Regions from separate parts of the Mus musculus genome. Here all the other regions are linked to region 2. The links are chromatin contacts, called in public promoter capture Hi-C maps. All regions are on one chromosome and are shown on one strand. Each heading gives the region's core, a stretch centred on a gene start, on an enhancer-like site or on the middle of the called end of the contact. The rest is flanking DNA. Distances are from core to core; before and after follow the strand shown.

Region 1 (3,186 bases), core at 224-2,723, 290 kb before region 2:
GAGACAGCGTAGTGAGTGATAGTCCATGCTGTGCAAATACTAGGACCTGACTTGGAATCCGCAGAACCCATGTAAAAGTTGGCCACAAGGGGCATTTCTACTGGGAGATGGGAGGAGCTAGAGGAGCAGCTAGCCTGGCCTACCTAGTGGAAAAGTCAACACAAAGAGAGACCTTGGAACAAACCAGGTGGAAGGTGAGGCCTGACACCGGAGGTCACTGGGGCGAAAATACATAAATATGTGAGCTCATGCATGTGCAGCCCCTATATGTCATAAACTGTACGCACGTGCACGCACGCACGCACGCACCGGTCTTAACTTTAAACAAAGGTTAGTCCAATATAGGCATTAATGCCCCCCGCCCCGCCCGTGGAGTTAGAAGCCCTAGGGCTGTCTGTTAAATAGTGCACAGTTTAGAATACAGGAGATAAATTTCTTTAAGGAACTTCATTCAGTTCTAGTTACCTTCAGACTGCTATTTTTGCAAACTCGTAACCGTGAAACTAATTTTAAAAAAAGAAAAGAAATTAAACAGTCCTCTGTTCATTTTGCATTTCTGTACATTTAGAAGCGATTATTTGTTCCTTCATTACTGGCAGGATTAAATCCAATATTTGCTAGTATAATTTATTTTAAAAGACCTTTTGTCCTTCCGGAAGTAATTTTGAAACTTAATATTAAATGGAAACGTTGGGTGAGGATCTTTTTTTTTTTTTTTTTTTTTTTTTATTTCTTCAGTGTTTATTCTTCCACTTCTGATCAATTAATATTGAAGGTAGTGAGCCCTGAAAAACCAATTCTGGGCAGTACCTGGCCTTTTAAGTGAAGGAGTAAAACGCGGGGTACCTGCACGCCCTTGCAAAGTAGGCTCTACTAAGGCAAGGCCTTGGGGTAGCTGCTGAAGGTTCTGAGAGGTTGAACCTACACTGTGCAATCCTTCAGACACAGGAGTAGCCATGCATTCATTTAAGATCCAGCGCAGGGCTGGGGCCAGTCCACAGGCCGGCACGAAGCTTCCCGCCCCGGGCCCTTCCTGCAGAGGAAGAAGCTGGGCGCTAGGAGTGGGATCCCGGCCCACTTCCTGTCCAGCAGCTCGGGAGCCGCTTCCTCTCAAAGCCGGAGGACAGGGCTTCCATTCCCGCGTCTCAGCGAGGTTCACGGAAGAGTGTACCCCCGGTGGAAGCCGCAAGCACCGGTAGCGAGCGCGGCACAAGGGTTAGGCGCGCCGGGCTCGCCCAGGAGGCGTGGCCGGTGGCGCTGGCCAAAGGGCTTGAGGGCGGGGCGGATGGAGGAAGGGGGTGTGGCCAGAGGCGCGCGCCTTTGCGGCCTGGGGGCGGGGCGGACGGAGGAAGGGGGTGTGGCTAGAGGCCCGCGCCTGTGCAGCCGCTGCGGGGCGAGGGCTGTGGCCGGGGGCGGTTCCGGGCGGCAGGCCGGGGCGGGGCGGGCAGAGGAAGGGGGCGGGGCCCGAAGTTGTTCCGCGCTGGGCTGCGGGGCTGGCGTGCGGACCGGGCCGGGCCGGAGAAGTTTTCGCTGGGGCTGCTGAGCGAGGGTGCGGGCCCCCGCAGGCGGTGAACGCCCGCTGCCATGGCTTTCCGTAGGAGGACGAAAAGTTACCCGCTCTTCAGCCAGGAGTTCATCATCCACAACCATGCAGACATCGGTTTCTGCTTGGTGCTCTGCGTCCTCATCGGGCTTATGTTCGAGGTGAGTAGAGCGGGGAGGGGGTGCTGCAGGGGTTGGCGGTCCTAACTCCCGTCCTCCGAGGCGCAGACAGGGATTCCCGGACCTCATCTGGGCTGGAGCGCGCCCGGCTGGGATGTCCCGCACGTTATCTGCACCTCTGGCTTTGTGCACTGTATCCACTCTGGCCTGGACCTAAGAGAGTCCAGACAGCACCCCTAACTCCTAGCTGTGCGGGCCGTGCCATGCTCTGTCGCCCCCCTTGGACACCCACCACATCCTACAACTCTATCTGAATCTCAGAAACCCATACCTGGCCTCGAACCAATTGCAGAGCTGCCTTCCTGGCCCTATGGTTGGGGTTTCCTTTCTGGCGACTTGGTGCCAATGTGGGAAACTCCTAGACCAGCTGTAATTGCACAATCCCCCCTCCTTCTCTCTAGTGGGGGCCTCCAGATCTTCTAGGCTTTTCTAGTGGAAGGGACCCTAACCCTCTCCACCTCTCTTGTGGCTTTCTGGAAGTTCTTCATCCTAACCTCTGGAGCTTGCTCCAGGTGTTCACATGTGGCCCTGGCTCCATCCCAGAGGGACCTTCTGCTACCAACCTCTCTTTAAATATGACCTAAAGGGCTAGTTTTAAGATATCCTTTGGCACTTTGAACTGTTCCTGTAGATCTGTGTGAACTGGACCCAGAGCCTCATCCCCTTTGCAGGAGCCAGTAGAGGGATACTCTCTGTGAAAGGTGATTTCCTAGTCGCTGCAGGGATGTGGGGTGGGAACAGAGAAAGGGATCCTGGATTCAGCACTGTGCTGGTGTAGGCCTCAGAGCTGTCTGTGTAAACCACTAAGGGGTCAGAATCCGAGGTCCCTACTCCAGAGTGCTGCAAAACGGTGATATTGAAAAGTGGGAAGGACTTACTATAGTATATATTGTCTCCAGAGCACCATAGGTAATAGGTGACAGTCCCATGGCTTGGGTCGCCTGGTCTTGAGAACACTCATTCCTATCCTCTCTTCTGTGTAAGTTTCCTGATCTGCATTCTACAGGGTAGTAAGAAGGTGCACCATTTAAGAGTTACTTGTCTATCCCTGCATCTACCCATATCTCCCTTATCTACCCATATCTACCCATATGTCCCTGTTACCGACTCAGGACCTATTTGGCTGAAGAACTTGTCCTCGCGCTGGGGCTGTTCTTGGGTTAGCCGGGTCTGAGCTGAATGCATGCTCGTAGCTAGGCTGTCGGGTTTGCAGGAGAGAAGCTGGGACTGGGGCTGGTGTCCACATTCTTCTGGAAATTCTGTCACTTCACTTTCTTCCTCTCCTCCACTCACATTTTCCCTCGACCTCAGTTTCCTCATCATTGAAGAAACCATTAAAACCAACCTTCCTTATGCAGTGATTTATAAAGCTTAAAGCTGAGGTTTTATCCGCAACAAAAGCCATTCTTCCAGCCAAAGAGCTAATCTGTCTCTTGCTCCTGGACCCTTGTTATTATTTAACAT
Region 2 (3,369 bases), core at 702-3,201:
AGCAGGCTTTGATGGCTGCTGCTTAGCGGTTGAGATATGAGGAGCAGTTCCTGGGTAATTTTGAGAGTGTTTTCAAAAGCTGAGTAAGTTTCTTATGCTAGCAAGAATTTTCTCTCAAAGTACAATTTTCAGGAAACCTATATTTCTCTTTGTATTCCTGCAACTCTTTCTGCCTCTCCCAACTTAATGATTGCTAGAGCGGTATTCATATGCATTTTATTCTGAGTTCCCGCATCCAATTATTTCATGCTTCATTCTGATTTTTGCCCTTGGGAAATTTGTTTGGCTGAAAGATATACCTGGGCCTTTTCTGAGCTTGTCTTTTACTTTTCAGTGGGTAGAAATAGATGTTTCTCCTTTCCAGTCTTGCAGGACTCGATTCTCTATTTCATTTGCAAACATTTCGGTCCCGTTCTGAACTCAATTTCTTCCTTGTGTTACTTTTGTCAATTCAGAAAATAGAATATACACAAATAAGGTTCTGTTTTTTTTTTTTTTCATGTTTTTCTCTAAGGCTACAAATTAATTAGGCATGATATCTGCCTTTCTGCTTATAGCAATTTTTCATCAAATGGATTGCATTATATAACCCTAGTCTATCGTGTATCTGACCCGTAATTTAACTGCCCAAAGTACAATTAAGGTGTTTAAACTTTTATTACAGTAGTATTAAAGAGGTCGGCACAGAGCCTTTGGAAAATTCCACCGGACCCCTCCCCTCCTAGAAAAGACAGGTCAGAGAACACCTAGGCCAGACCCTAAAGACCAATCAGTTTCAAAGGCACACTGTTCTGCCAATCATATTGTGCCTAGTTGCTGATGCTCTATTCTGCCCCTGGAAACCATATAAACACTCACCAAACTTGCCTTTAATCTCAGCATTGGGGAGGCAGAGACAGGTGGATATCTGTACATTAGAGGCCAGCCTGGTCTCTAAAGGGAATTCTAGCACAGCCAAGGCTACAGAAACCCTGTCTAGAAAAATTTTAAAAACGATAAGAAAACCAACAAAAGTTTACTGTTATAGAATTGTATACACGAATATATAGTTTTGATCAAATTCTTACACTTGGGGAAACTTCGTTTTGTAGATTGATACAAATTCACAATGGGACAATGTATAGAAGTTTTACCTGATCAAAATTGAGATTTTTTTAAGAAGTAAAGTACTGGTGTTTTTGAGGAACGGGGAATGAAATTATTTCCCTAGTATAAATGGGTGTGCTTAACAAATGCTTACTGCCTGGATCTAAACTGAGACAAATGATTTTGTTTTCTTTTTATTTTTCCTTTTGTTCCCTTTCTATATTTTTTTCAAGTCTACAAACTGCACATGAACATTTCAATTTTCTATTTACTAATTCACTTTGGCTAACAAGAATGCTCCCAAATCAGAGATAGCCAAGGAAATAGCCACTTATACCATGTGAATGGCACGATAGGGTCCTGTCATAGCGTTAAAATAATTAGTCTAGAGAAACCACAAAAGACCCCGGGGATGTAATTTCTGAATTTCTCACTGATGTCACCCGTTTCTCTTATTTTATTTTCCCATCCACAGTGTTTAAAACCAAGTCTAGGCCAGGATGACTTACCCCCATTCACTGGATTCTACTGCATGACCCGAAAGCAGAACCCACACGCAGAGCATGACAAGAGTGTTGCTTTGTGGGGGAATTAAAGATCATGACAGTAATCTGTGACTCGGTTCATATCTGTAGTAAAGGTAATGGGAGTGGAAGTGGGTGGGCTTAGAAGAGAGGGAGGGAAGATCTGGTCCATTTTCCGTCATCTCCCTTTAGGGTCCCCCTTTGATTCCCCTTCAGGAAGTGGAGTAGAAACCCTGCATTCGTCAGTAACTCTCGGTTAACCACAACTTACAGTCAGTAAGGAGGTCAGTGGAAACAGGGACAGTGATTGCTATAAAACTGACAGGTACTACTGCTGTTTGACATACCCAGGAAGACATACTTAGAAGAAAGTACTTCCTGAGGGAAGAAGCAGCCATTGGAGAAACCAGCATGAAGTGCACCCGTGAAACAGCCATGGTGAGTGGTGTTGAATAATCATAGGCTAAGGATAGGTGCGTCTAAGCTTTAAGAAAGGGAGATTTCTAAGGCTTTAGGCCTTCTTAGAGTCTTTTGTGAATTAGCTCTTTAAAACGTGAAGTTAAGTTTAATTTTGATTTGTCTGGTGGAGAAAAAAGAGAAGAGAAGAGAAGAATAAAAACCAACATCAATGGAACAGTTAGAATGGGAGAAGAGCAGATGATCTTACCTGATAGATTTGCTCAGGTGGGCTGGTGTGTGTATCTGGTTATCTCCAGTGACCATCATGGTCTCTCTTACCTACTCATTAAAGACTTAGGTTGACCTAAAATAAGAGCCAGGCCAAGCTTTGTTTTATATAAATATGTATTCCAAGGCAGGAATCTATATATAATATCGTGTTACATTGCATGCGATAGTAGTATAAATATACATTAAATATTAATATATAATATATACCACAAAGAAGCTGGGACCCATGGTTTGGTTCCTCCAAGGTCATTTGGATGGAGGAGAAAGTAGAATAGCCCAGGGCTCAACTTTTGCTCAGCTCCTGGAGAAGTGTCTCGGGACTTTGGTAACTGACTAATTAATTAATACCTGGGAAGGGTTTAATATAGAGGCACATGGAGTAAGCTTAGGAAATCACACACTGTGTTATTGGTTTTGATAGTCCTTTGATTTTCCCTGGCTAAGCCTTGAGACCTGAAAGAGCATGGCTTTTATAAATGGCTCATGCTTTCCGACAATGGCCATATTCTTTTAATTACTGCATAGTGTATAGTATTATAGTGATTGCAGTAAACCACCAAAATACAGTATTTAGAGACAGAGGCTTTGAAGTCAGACCGATTTGTCTCTCCTACCTGCTAAGTATGCACTTTGGTGTTGGTCATTCCCTTTGTGAGTTTTACTTCCCCTACCTGTGCATAATTATGGGGGAAGAGATTGTTATATTGATATGAATCTAGACTTGCAAGGTAGATCATAAGTGCTTAGATTTTAGTTAACTTGGACACTGCAATTGCTATAAGAGGTAAAGGTAGAAAGAGTATACAAATACCAATTCTTTATATTATTGTTTTTGCTTTTTTAGACAAGATTTTTAAAAAAAGATTTATTTATTTATTTGTTTGTTTATTTATTTATTTAATGTATGTGAATACACTGTTGAAGAGGGCACCAGGTACTATTACACGTGGTTGTAAGCCACCATGTGGTTGCTGGGAATTGAACTCAGGACCTCTGGAGGAGCAGTCAGTGCTCTTAACCGCTGAGCCATCTCTCCAGCCCTTGAGACAAGATCTTCTGTGTGGCTCAC
Region 3 (3,406 bases), core at 66-2,565, 460 kb before region 2:
ACCCTGCCAAAAATCACTACCACCCCTAGTTTCTCCGACACTTCTTTCTCTGGCATCACAGGCTGCTTCACACTGGATCCCTCAGACTGTGATAATATCCTCACCCTGAGCAATACCACCCAGCCCCTATGTCCAGAAGTTCACAAGCCCTTTCTTGTCTAGATTTCTTCAAGAAGAGATCAGAAAGATTTCTAATCAGACTTTTATTCTGCTGCTATTGTACAATGACCAGCCCCTAGCTACTGAGCTAGAGGCCTGTGACTATACCCTGATGGTGAAGATCAAGTTTTCCCTAAGAACTTTGGCAGCCCCAATCAGCAGAAAGTAGTTTAATGAGAATGTTGCTCCCTTTCCTACTATTTGGTTGCATCATCATCATCATCATAACGTAGGGTAAATGGTATGAGCCCATTTCTGGATGACAAAAGCTACCCAAACCCATCAGTGCCTGAGCTTGAAAACCTACCAATTCCCATGTGCAAAATTCCCACCAATCCCTGCACTTGCTCCAAGCTCACAACTTGAAATCTTACTAATCTTCGCCCTGGAAATCTCCACCTTGGAAAACTCCTCCCTCAAAAGAGCTGTATATAAGCCTTTCTCCTGTCCAGTTCTCACCCTAGCAGAGGTAGCCACCTTCTTATATCCTTCCCAATAAATCTCCAGTATGAGGTTTGTTGTGCAGTGTGACTCTGTGGTATCACTTGGCTTCCAAATGCTGGGATGCCTTTCCCTTCAGAGCTGCAACATTTCCATAGGGGAAACCTTTTTCCTCAGAGTTATAGCACTTGCACCAGGGAAACCTCCACCCTCAGAGCTGTAACACACTAAGTCCCATGCTTCTCTTCCCTGGACATAATTGCAATTTGTCTAGGCTATTACCTCCTATTGTCTACTTATGAGATTAATTTGTCTCTTACCAATAAATTCTCATGTCTCAATCCTTTACTAAATCCTCAATCATTATCTAAATCCTTTATGCTTACATCTCTATTACAATGTATCCAGCAGAAATGGATTCGGCAATTCTTAGACTGTCCTGAATCCAGCACACCTAGTCTGCATGCCAGTATAAAACTTTGTTTTCTTGTGCTAAATTATTTTCTAGGAACATATAGGATGTGTGTGTGGGGGGGGGGGGGAGAGAGAGTGTGAGAGAGAGCAAGCGAGCGAGCGAGCGAGCGAGAGAGAGAGAGAGAGAGAGAGAGAAAGAGAGAGAGAGATTTGATTCAGTACTTACCTTGTTAAAAAGCTGTTCCCTCTAAAAAGCTAGCTTTTACCATATGCAAGAGTTTCTGCTGTTTTGTAAGCTACTTATTAAATTTGAATACGCCCTTCCCAGTTAAGGGGAGACAATCCAATAAGGGAAAAGCTACTCCCACAGTGTTCAGAGGCCAGACATTTAGATAAAGGATTAGAAGAAAAATGCAATGTCATGCCTGAGTTGCTAAAGAGTTGGTTAATATGTTTCTTCCTCAATGCCAATGGCAAGCTGGAAGAACCTGTTCCAAGCAGAGTTAACTCTTCGGCTGTCAATGAGGATGGGCTAAAGCAAGTGGGAAATCTCAGCTGGCAGATGTTATAAAGAGAACTCTGGTGACACCAGGGAGTACTTCTGTGGACTGGGCCACCAGGTTAGGTACAGAACAGATAATCTTGTTGGGAACAAGCAATAGAACCTCATTCTAGGTACTACCAGTTTGGTTTCAGACTCCATTTAATCCTAAGAAAAAAATTAAATTCAAGGTCTCAGGCCCTAGGGAGCTGGGAACTTCCCAGTAGCTGACCAGCTTCTGTTGTAAGGAAACAGCTGTCTGAGTGCAGACATCTCAAGGACAACTTCTCCAACTTGCTGGCAAGGTCAACCTAAGTTCATCTTCCCAGGCTCAGGAATCAACTCCACTCTTGATTAATGGAAACTTCCTTGCTCAGTCCCTTATATCAAAGTATGATTAGACAATGCTATAGCCCCCCTAGCATCCCATCTCTTTACGGTTTCATACTATAAATATGATGGATAGCATCCCTTCAGGGTCTTAGTTCAGCTCCCAAGTCTGATCTGTGGCCCTGATTGAGCAGTAGTGGCTTGATTACAATCAAATTTTTGTCAACTGCATTGACCTGCTGTTTGAATTATGTTGGATTTAAGCAGACCCCACAACGAGCTGAGTTTCAGGTAGTGATTATTAGTATGTCACAAGTATTGAGGGAATGTGCTTATGCTAAAAAGAGATGTTATCTTTGAACTTCACATTGACATGGCTGTCCTAGATGTTACCTTCTCCGCAAAAGGCCTTTGCATGTGCCCTGTGTTCAGTTAGACTCCTGACTATCAGCTACTATTTCATTTTCTCAATTATTGTGTCCTGAATTATTTTTACATTATATGTTTCAAGTGCTCTCATGGGCTGTGGTATGTGTCAAGTCCCTATAAATGGGCATAAAAATATGACCATAGATAGTAGCAGCAAATTAATTTAGAATGGTTGCAATAATTTCTACCAAAAACACAAAAGAGGAATAGTATTTTTAAAAACCCCAAATACATTCTATCACTCAGATTGATAACTTGTCAGTTTTTTGTTAACTATATTGTAGAATGAGTTAAGTTTATCATGTGCCTTCCCTCAAAGTTAGACCCATGTCCAAATCCTAGGCTCTTGTAAATAGAATTGAATTTGGAAAAAGGTCTTTACAGATGTTCTTAATTTGTGGAACTTGATATGAGTTCATCTTTAATAACCCACACGACACTTTCAATATGGTGGCAGGCACCTCAATAGAAGCAGAGATGTGTATAAGATGAGGTGGTGGAAAAGACACAGAGCTCAATACCATTTTCCACAGACATCTTTCTTCAATTAATTTTACATATATGGGTGTTTTGCCTGCAGGTATTTCTGTGTACTACCTGCATCTTTGGAGCCCACATAAGCAAGAAGTTATCAGATCTCCCTGGACTGGTGTTTTGGATGGCTGTGAACTGCCACGTGGGTGCTGGGAGTCACACTCAGGTCTTCTGGAAGAGCAGCCAGTGCTCTCACACTGAACTATCTCTCCAGTACCCACAAAGATACCTTAACGACATTAATTTGCAGACATTCTTGTTTCTGTCTTGTACATTAAATTCTTACATTTATGGTCTTATGTCATCTAAGGTATGACAGTGTGTCAGATGCCAACTCATAGGAATCTCTAAGTAGATAAGATGAAGTCATAGAAATAAGATGAAATCATGTACAGGGAGGTGAGATAGGAATGCGTACTGTCAGGGTCCAGCCTCGACCCAGGATTGGAGTTCTCAACTGGAAGCAGGGATATCTGGAAGGCGCATAATAAATATACACAGACTACTTCTTTGGGTACAAACTGACAGGCAATTTTTTCAAGGCTTAAAGTTTCTCTC

Evidence for each region. Promoter capture Hi-C pulls out the DNA fragments that hold promoters and counts their contacts.
Region 1: a promoter capture Hi-C map of the HPC-7 cell line shows a contact between it and region 2. The contact joins the promoter of Tram2 here to the promoter of Il17f in region 2. A contact is called at or near these places in 2 of 39 promoter capture datasets (the HPC-7 cell line and embryonic stem cells).
Region 3: a promoter capture Hi-C map of the HPC-7 cell line shows a contact between it and region 2, with 3 times the contacts expected there. The contact joins the promoter of Gsta3 here to the promoter of Il17f in region 2. A contact is called at or near these places in 3 of 39 promoter capture datasets (the 3T3-L1 cell line, the HPC-7 cell line and stem cell-derived epiblast-like cells), 1 of 115 datasets of contacts at active chromatin or transcription factors (embryonic stem cells) and 2 of 9 other capture datasets (liver and pancreatic islet).

The regions. Positions count from the first base shown.
Region 1 is chr1:21,077,512-21,080,697 of GRCm38.p6, reverse strand. Tram2 (translocating chain-associating membrane protein 2) reads left to right here and starts at 1,473. Exons shown (of 11, transcript NM_177409.3): 1 at 1,473-1,704. The coding sequence starts at 1,585.
Region 2 is chr1:20,782,852-20,786,220 of GRCm38.p6, reverse strand. It overlaps Il17f (interleukin 17F), which reads left to right and starts at 1,951. Exons shown (of 3, transcript NM_145856.2): 1 at 1,951-2,048. The coding sequence starts at 2,022.
Region 3 is chr1:21,238,494-21,241,899 of GRCm38.p6, reverse strand. It overlaps Gsta3 (glutathione S-transferase, alpha 3), which reads right to left and starts at 1,315. Exons shown (of 7, transcript NM_010356.4): 1 at 1,241-1,315. The region is part of intron 1 of Gm28836 (a long non-coding RNA gene); the gene reads left to right.